Linked DNA regions of Capsicum annuum: region 1 is linked to region 2. Evidence: chromatin contacts called from public Hi-C data. All regions are on one chromosome and are shown on one strand. The core of a region is the stretch at or near the end of the contact, and the rest is flanking DNA. Distances in the headings are between cores, read along the strand shown. Region 1 holds the start of LOC107850827 (40S ribosomal protein S16-like). Region 2 holds the start of LOC107851042 (sulfate transporter 1.2).

Region 1 (5,019 bases), core at 1,376-3,875, 140 kb before region 2:
GACATCATAATTCATAAGTGAAGAAATTGCATGAAGAAATATCTTACATCCATGATCCAACACTTCTCTCAAGCCAAATAGATCATCAAACAATAAGAAAAACTGATTCAGTAATGATTCACCTAGCTATGACTCACAAGAAACTGCTATGATTCATTCAAATCCAAATGGACATGAAAAATATTTCACCAACCAGAATATAGGAAACAGAAGAATGGTCCCTAGTAATGGCTCCACATCTATATATTTTAGAAATAGTTACGGGTTCAGTAGAATCCAATAGCTTTTGCCCGAACACATAATATCTTCTATAATAATAGACAGGCAAGTAAACTTATTTACCTTCAGAGAACTCAGTAGAAAGTAGTTCCACTGCTTGACTCACATTTTCACCTAACATATTGATGTCTGCGTCTACCTCATCTTTTCTACACTCCGTAGGTGCAATGCTCTGACAACTATTCATTTCACCATAACTATTTTGAGGTACAATAGCAAACTAGCTTAACATAAATCAAACCGAAAATCAACTAGGCAAACATTTAAATATTGTAAATTTTACGCAGAAAAAAGGGAAAAAAATCTACCTTAGAAGACTCTATCGGAACAGAAGTACCACTTTCAAATTTGTAATAAAGGCCATCATTACAACTATAATACCAGCCTGCTTGAGGATCATGATAAAATCCAGTGCTGCATCAAAGAAAAACAACATTAACTCGTTAGGATTAGTAAGCTAAGATCTAGCCCTCATTTATTATTATCAAAAGACCACAGGACATTATGTCTAGCGATATAAATTCGAAGAAAAAAATGCAAAACCATACCTTTTAGAAAAAGAACGATTATAACGATTGATCTCAAAAATAATTACTCCATATATCTACTGAAAGAAGTCTAAATTTTAGAAAACTTAGATTAAATTAAGGGGTTACATGAAATAAAATGAATCCATGCCCTAATTTGAGAAGGACAACAGAAAAGAGGAATGGAATTAGAGATTAATACAATAAATTAAATCAAATTAAAAAGAAAAAAACAGAAAAATGCACTGAGCATATTAATAAAGGTGAGAAGTTTCATCCCAAACGAACTGATCTCGGGAATCGTGCAGAGAGGTTGTTTCCAATGAACAGGGAATTACCATACTTAGCAAGGCTAGAGAGGCTGTTTCCGATGAACTTTTGACAACCAATTACACCAACAAGACAGTAAGATAACCGAATGTGGGTAGAAAATAGACAATGGTCCATTATTTATTCAATTCATTGCATCCATCATTTGTATACACAAACAAACATAAATCCCACCAACTAAATAGTGCTAAGATAAACACTAGTAAACCCTTTAATTCAATTATGAAGAAACGAACAACTACAGCTAAGAAACTATGGAAACTGATGTCTACAATCTGTAGAACAGTCATTACGCTCAATATATGTGTTATATTTAGGGATGTATTTAGGGATGTACTATTTTCTCCCATCTAATGCTTTAATATTCCCTTTTACTACTACATGACATAACTAAGAGGAGAAAATTAAGATAAAATTCTCAATTTTCCAGTTCCAACAAACAATATGTAAACAAAATGAAAAGGGGATAGAGGGTTTGAATATTGAAACTTGAGGTAAACTTACAGCTTGATTGGCTTTCGTCCAAACAAAATCAATCGAAATTCACCTAGGGTTTTATTGAATTGCAGGGGTTTATAAGCACAAAACCTTCTTTTTTTTGCCCATCGCCGGCGGTAGGGATGACTCTTCCTCGCTGGCCATAGTCTTGATGCCCGTAATCTCAACCCTAGCTGCTAAAGTAAACGTTCCCATTTTTTATGACTTTTTTTTTGCAAGTAAATCTTGCAAACAAGAATTGCCCCACCATTGAAAGAAGTAAAAACAACTGAAAACAGAAAATAATTAATGGTAATCCAAAACTAACAATATCATAAGCATCACTGTAAAAGTTTCAGCATAAAAAAGGACAAACACAGCAAAATTAATCCAAAATCTCCCAACCAAATCGGTCTTTAAATGAAACTAACAAAATATAAACTCCATTACCGTAGACGGCAACCAAAAGGGTAAGTAGTTCATCTGAAAATCAACGGTAAGATTTCTGGAACCTAGAACGAGCACCACGACCACCAAACTTCTTAGGCTCACATCTTCTGGGATCAACAACAAGCAAAGTCCTATTATACCTAATCAAAATATCCTTAATCTCCTTCTTCTGCTGCTCATCAACAAACTTCTGGTAAAAGGCAACAAGGGATTTTGCAATGGACTGACGAATACCGTAGATCTGAGAAGTTTTTCCACCACCTTTAACACGGATACGCATGTCGACTCCAGCAAAACGGTGATGACCTAAGAGGAGAATAGGTTCAAAGGCTTTGCAACGGAGGATTTCAGGTTGAACAAGCTCAATTGGAACACCGTTGATTTTGATCAAACCACGGTCGCGCTTGCAGTGCGTGATAGCTATTGCTGTCTTCTTGCGACCGAAGCATTGGACAAATTCTGCCGCAGCTGGTGTTGCTTCTGCCTTCTGCATTTTGGGGGATTGTGAATGAGAGAGAGGAAATGGTAGTCCGTTTTTTATGACTAATTATGTTAATCTCAAAAGATTGTTTAAAGTTTTTATTCAAAAACTTATTTTGCTCAAAAAAAAATATTTTATTATTTTTTGACTAATGTTTTATGATTTTTTTTTTTTGTAATTAGAAATTGAAGGAAAAAATATATTGGAGGGAATATAATATTTTGATATAAATTTTGGAAAATTTATAAGGCAACACTTGTAAATTGTTGTTTTAAAATAATGAAAATAGCCACATTCTAAAAGTGTGACCATATTTGTAAAAGGCGTTGCCAATTATATAATAATATGGCAACACTTATAAAGTGTAGCCTATAATATTAAAGAGCACGCTTTACAAAAGTTGACCAAATTATTGTGGCTTAAAGCTAAAACTTAAAGGCTATATTTTAAAATCGTGCCCGAAAATATTTTAGGCAACACTTTACAAGTGTTATCCCAATTTAGTTTAGCCTTAGGTCCAAAATGTTGTAGTGTCTCTCCTCAATAGGTACACTCATCGTATCATCCTTTATAGTGCGTATCACAGACACCACGCGCATGTCTTTTGGTTATCGCGTCAAATGACCCACATTGAAAGTAACTTGTTCATTATTGAGCCTGAATTTTATATGTCCCATCTCCATATCAACCAAAGCCCTACCCGTGGCAAGAAAAGACCTTTCTGAGATAATGGGGACATCAAAATCCACCTTATAGTCGAGAATTACAAAATCAGCCAGGAATACGAAGGAATTTACTTTCACCCAAACATCACACAAAACTTCAATTGCCCGGTCGGCTATTAATAATCTCATCGGTGTCGACTTAGGTGACCCCAACCCCAACTGCTTCTACACAACTAGCGACATCTGTTTAATACTAGCTCCCAAGTCATATAATGCGTGTACAAAATTAAGTGACCCAATAGTGCAAGAAATAGAGAAAGCTTTGGGATCCTTTTTCTTCTCAACCAAAGTTTAGGAAGCAATAATACTGTAATGGCTCATATTATCAGTGAGCTCAAAAATCACTGTCCTCTTCTTCGATACTAAATCCTTAAAGAAAACACCAATCGATTTCTTTATAGTGCAGTCGGTCATCAATAATCTCATCGACGTCAGCTTAGGTGACCCTAACCCCAACTGCTTGTACACAACTAGCGACATCTAATTACTACTGGTTCCCAAGTCGCATATGCTCATACAAAATTCAGTGACCCAATAGTGCAAGGAATAGAGAATGCTCCGAGATCTTCTTTCTTCTCAACCAAAGTTCGGGAACCAATAACACTGCAATGATGCATATTATCAACGAGTTCAAAAATCAATGTCCTCTTCTTCGTCACTAATTTCTTAATGAACTTTACATAACCGGGATCTGCTCCAATACTTATACAAGAGGGATATTTACAGAGAATTTTTTTAACATCAACATGAATTTCTGATATTTCTCTTGTTTCTTCTTCTTTTTTAACCTTTGAGGAAAATATGGGAGAGGTCATGGAGTGATTTTTAAAATTAGTTCGACATCCTTACCCTTTCCTATATCAATCTCAACTCCTCTTTTAAGACCTATAGATTTTCATAATATCTCAGCATTATTCACCAACTTCTCAGTTTTAGCTTCGGGCGCATCATCAATATCAATAGTATCATCCCTTACCTTATCAACTACCAGCATAGGAGGATTAATAGTAGCCTTACCACTCTGAGTCGTGATGGCTAAACAACGATTGTCATTCTTCATATTCTGATGGTGTTACTCGAAAGAGTGCCCTGTGATGCTAATTTAAAGTAGCCGACATCTGACCAAACTGTTGCTTAAGCTACTTAATCGCAGTAGTATGTGATTCTACTTTCTGGCTCAATCCTAAAATATTTGCCTTAATATCTTTAAGGCAACTTTCTTGACTATCTGAACCATTAACCAGCTTCGCAACCAATGCTTCCATCCTTGAATCAGCATCATGATCCTCGGTGAAACATACGCACCACTCTTCTCTTTATACTCATTCTTTTTCCTTCATTCACCATCTCTCTCCACTCATGTCCCTATACCTATCTCCAAAATAGTTCTTCTCTTAATTTCCTTGCATCTAGTTCCAAGTGTTTGGATTGGACCCTTGGTCCTTGGCTCAGAAACCCAACATCTCTCTATCCAAATACTTAGTCTCCTTCTCATAGTCAGACTCATCATGTCTAACAAACTTACCTCGCATGCTCACTGTTTTTATTTTTTTCATCATTCATAGTTGTAAACAGCTTGGCCAGTAACTCGATATATGGCCTCGGTTATACTAACTTTTGAGCTACTATATCATGTGAGGCTCTCTGCTCAATGGAAGCACCAATAGCATAAGTACTGACTCCTCTTTCCGCCTCTTGAGTATGCCATCCTTGGTTGGTTTTAGAGAACCGATCTAAGATTTTCGTAGCT
Region 2 (4,743 bases), core at 1,727-4,226:
ATATAAATGAAAAGGAAATATAGTAACTCTACTATACGTTCGGTTGAAATATTTTGTGGTGGATCATTACTATTTTTTGTCTTTTATACAAATATCAATGCAATTAAAATATCAAATTTATACTTCAAGTCTAGTCTCCAAAAGGTTAAATATCTCGACTAGTCTCGAAGTAGGAGGCATTTTGTATGCAACAAAATTGTATTAAATTTAAATCCGTACGAAATTCAGATTAAAATCAAACTATATTAGTCCCAATTAAATATTGCGGATTAATATAATTGGATTTATTATTTAAGTCCAAATATGTATGTGTTTAATTAAAGTCTAATTTTTATTGGGCTAGTCCATTGATTTGGGCTACAAATGATGAGCCTAATTTGCTAAGCCCAAGATATTGTCATATTCTAGAGGCCCAAATAAGTGTCACGTGTCAAATGACATGGCATGCCAAATCAAAGAAAAGAGCCAATAGGACCATGCCACATGTCAAAATGACGCAGCAGGCCCATGAAATAAAAGCCCATAAAAGGCATCACATCACTCAAATCTGATTGGTCAAAAAAAATCCATATTCATCATGACTCTTACTTTTTCACAACTATAAATAGGGGGTCTCATAATTCAAAAAAACGACACCCCAAATCTCTAACAAGTAGTAAGAGAAAGCTCATGGATCAAACGCCGCAATCTCTCTAAAAAGCTCAAGCATTCAAATCAAGTTCATCAAGATTCAAGATCAAGACAGCAATATTCATGAACAAGCTCAAAAGCCCTTGAATTCAAGCACAAATCAAGATCAAGTCCCTCAAGTCCACAAACCAAGTTCAAATTCAAGATCAAGCTTTAAGCCCTTGAATTTATATTTGAAAAGGCGAATCGGAGGATTTATCGAGATTGTAATACTCGCATTGAAATCAATAAAATTGATTGTTGCAATATTTTCTTGTCTCAAATTATTATTTATTTATTGGCTTCGAGAATTTTATTGTCCAACAAATTCTGGCACGCCCAGTGGGACGATCTCTACCTCTCATCTCAACTTTTCAGACTTTGAAGATTAAGAATGCTGAAATGACTTCCAAGAAGATTAACTCTCAATCAACTACTTCCAAGGTTGTTGATTCAAGGTTCTCTACCGAAGTGGAAAGCATCCTTGGTGTTACTTTTGGAAGTTTAGGAGCTGTCGCAAGGAGCAAGGCAGGCTTGCTAGGACAACAAACATATCTAGTGTCTTCCGCGTCAACTTCAGTTTTTGGATCTTCAACACTAAAAGGAACGAAGTCCAATACAAGTGCTTCGAAAGGAGGAAGCAGTGTCGTGGAATCGCTAAAGAAGACTCTTGCTCTACGTGAGCATTCTGGTTCTAAATACTCTAGCGCAAAGAGCGATGGTAGTTCAACAAACGCGCCATCTCCACTTACACCGCATAAGTTAAGCACTTCAAAGATCAACCTATATGATAATCCATGTTGCTCTTCGACGTCTCCGGTGATCATGCAAGCAATGATAATTGATGTCTCGTCTATGGAGGAACATCTTGCGAATCTGCCAAAGGCAATTGAAGGCCTGACCATCTATGTTCAGAATTAAGAGGCTAGGATTGATAAGATAGTAGATAAGGTGGAAGGCTTGATAGATGGAGAATCTAGCCATGCACCGAAAAAAAGCTCCAGAGGTTCATGAGACAGAAAATCCTGTGAAACAAACAAGGAGACCCAAAAGTATTTTTTACGAGTTTGTTGAATAAGGGATAAATTTTTAATGAAAATTTTCTGGAGCCTTTTGGGGAATATACACAATCTCAAACTGCTGAAATTGAAGGTACCATCTTGCAAGTCGATCACTAAGGACTGGTTTCAACATTACAAACTTGATGGGATTTGCCCTAGACACAAGACGGACAACAAGAGCTTGAAAGTAGTGTTTCATCTTTTGAATTGAGAAGGCCAATGCCAAACATAACTTTTCAATTGGAGAATACTTTAGCTCATTCAGCGTCATCATTCTGCTCAAATAGTAAAGAGAGTTTTCACTTACTGGGCAATTGGTGAACTCTTATACATTCAAGCTCCCGTGAAGTTTATGGGATACTCGTTAGAGGTTCATATTTCCTTTATTCATCTTTACTTATTCTAGAAAATAAAAAGTATTTTTACTATCTTATTCTTAATAAATGCTATTTTGAAAAGAATATAAACTCTTTATAATTTCGTGATTTTGTATTTTTTTTAAATTTAAAAAAGAATAAAATTGAAAAACCATAATTAAGGTAGTACCTAAAACGCTACTTGTTTAGAAATTAAGAGAATAGTGTTTGTAACATATAAATATTAGTCCCATTTAGTAATAGTCTAATTATACATAACAAATTATGATACCGGAAGTATCATGAGTATTAATAAATGGACAATATGATTAAAGATAGAATTCTCTTTGAAATTCTTACGTTTTAGAAAGATAAGTATGTGAAAGAGTTTTTGTAATAAATAACATTTGTTTTTTATAAATTATCAAATTTATGTTATTTTTAATATATTAAATTAAATACAAAATAAAAAATAATCTCTAACACTAATAATCTATTTCGATATTACATTTATATGAGTTATATCAAACGACGTTGCTCCACCTTTGTTAACCTTTCAAACGTAAGACTTTTCTTCAAATAGGAAAAAGGTTGAATCTGGACCACACTATGTCAGTATTCAAACAACCTCTATACCCTACATTATGTGGAACTTAATGCATTCAACCAACCGACGACTGACTTCTACTCTCACCGTATAGTTTGATTTATCACAAAATTTAAAATAATAAAGAAGGTTGTTGAAATTTACAATTTAAAATGAATTTAAAATAATAAAGAAGATTGTTAAAATTTATGATTTAAAATATTTGTGTGATTATAAATTATTTCATGATTAATTTAATGAAATATAACGTTAATGTTAAAGTGTTACTTTTTTTCCTAATAAATTCACGTGAAACTCTTAAGGAAAAATAACAAATCGTAATTCTTTTCCCCTTTTTTTGGCACAAAATATAATATAACAAAATCTTCTTGAATCATCATAATATAATACTCAAAATAACCAGTAGTCTCTCATTTTGCTTTTCTCACTACTCCACTTCCTCAGCATGCACCATTCATCTAGGTATCTTCTTTGAACCTATTTTGTTTGCACACATTTCTTGATATCCAAACAGATGATAACAAGTTTGAGGTTTTCCTTTGAGGCATATATTTTGCTTTTTCTGTTTTCCTTCCGTCATGATTAGAGATAAAGAGAATTTTTCAGTGGTTTTTGATTCACTGAACCTGGACAGTATTTGGTTTCTTGCATCTTGTTCCTCTTCAAAGGTTTGTTTATTTTTATATCTCTCCTTTTTTCTTTAATTTGGTTAACGAATTTCAAAATAACTGGAAACCTTCTAAAAAAAATAAAGCTAAAAATTCTGGACCATTGAGCGTGCATATCTTGGCTTTATCCTGTGTTTCCCTTTCTTAAATATATACTGTACGTCTCAACATTTTTGTCCACATTTTACTTTTTTGAAGTACATAAATTGAAGATTTTAAGTTAATGGGTTATATGATTTGCTTTCATTTGCCCCTAATGCTCTGGTTTAGTGTTAAGGTACATTATGTGTTATGTTGATTAGACGCACGTTACAAGTTTGAGTGATAAAAAAGCAGTATATTTAAGAGAAAAAGGTAGTGGACGAGCCTATTATTCATCGAGTTTTGACCCATAAAATAGGGGCATTGGCCCTTGGAAATTTCTCTTTTATGAAAAAAGTGCTTGATGTCAGTTAATTTGTGATAATGTGTGTAATTTAATACTCCTTTTGCTCTAATTTATGTTGTTTATTTTTCATTTTAATCTATCCTTAAAAGTAAGGATACCTTTTTATATTTGAAAATAATTATCTTTTATTTTTCCATTTTAGCCTTATTGAGATATTTATAACCACATAAATATTTATCTTATTTTAGGCCACTAATTTTAAAAATGTTTTTTTTTTTTTCTTTTTTAGACTTGTTCTCGTTAGAATGAATTGGAACAAAAGGAGTATTAACGTATGACTCTTTAAAAGCTTCCAGAAAAGTGGATACTATGCACCCAATGAATTATCGTGACTTTTAAATTTTCTATTTTGATCTTACCATATGCGGGCTTCTTTAATTTTTTTTTTTTTTAAAAAGGTGATAAAAGTTTTGAGACAAGTAACTGCACTTTACCCTTTTGAAGTTCTTTAAGTAGGATTATTATATGGGACCTAAAAGTGAGTGGAAAATTTTCGTGTGTTTATTTTATAGGTTCTAATTTGGTCCACTATCAGTGGTTTCTAAATAAGGCGTATAGAGGTTGGCTTTATTCTAGCCAATGCATATTTGTTCTGCTAAAATTGGAATAATAAACTTTCTTTATATCACGTGAGTTATTAGCATGATCTGTACTTCAATTTTGTTTTAAGTCAGTTCATGACCAGTTTTGTTTGATTAGCATTTCATCGAAGAACATTTGCTGGAAATCATATCAAAAAGGTTCCAAAAAGTCCTTAATACTATAGGGGTCATTTGGTACGCGGAAAGGCCCGGGGATAAAATTTATACTAATGCTTGGTTGACGGTATAAATTTATCCTTGAATTTGTTTATCCATCTCTCATTTTTAATAAACTAGTGCAGGGATTATAAGCCCAAGACTATGATCTCAGGAATTTAGTCCATGTATCAAGC

The links. A called contact is a pair of places that touch in the nucleus more often than the background predicts.
Region 1: a contact with region 2 is called in a Hi-C map of placenta, with 2.7 times the contacts expected there. The contact joins the promoter of LOC107850827 here to the promoter of LOC107851042 in region 2. A contact is called at or near these places in 2 of 5 Hi-C or Micro-C datasets (bud and placenta).

The regions. Positions count from the first base shown.
Region 1 is chr12:104,484,055-104,489,073 of UCD10Xv1.1, reverse strand. It overlaps LOC107850827 (40S ribosomal protein S16-like), which reads right to left and starts at 2,625. Exons shown (of 8, transcript XM_047400368.1): 1 at 2,064-2,625; 2 at 588-693. The coding sequence starts at 2,556. The coding sequence ends at 2,104.
Region 2 is chr12:104,344,078-104,348,820 of UCD10Xv1.1, reverse strand. It overlaps LOC107851042 (sulfate transporter 1.2), which reads left to right and starts at 2,976. Exons shown (of 15, transcript XM_016695930.2): 1 at 2,976-3,361; 2 at 4,693-4,743. It overlaps LOC124889223 (a long non-coding RNA gene), which reads right to left and starts at 290. Exons shown (of 2, transcript XR_007047873.1): 1 at 1-290.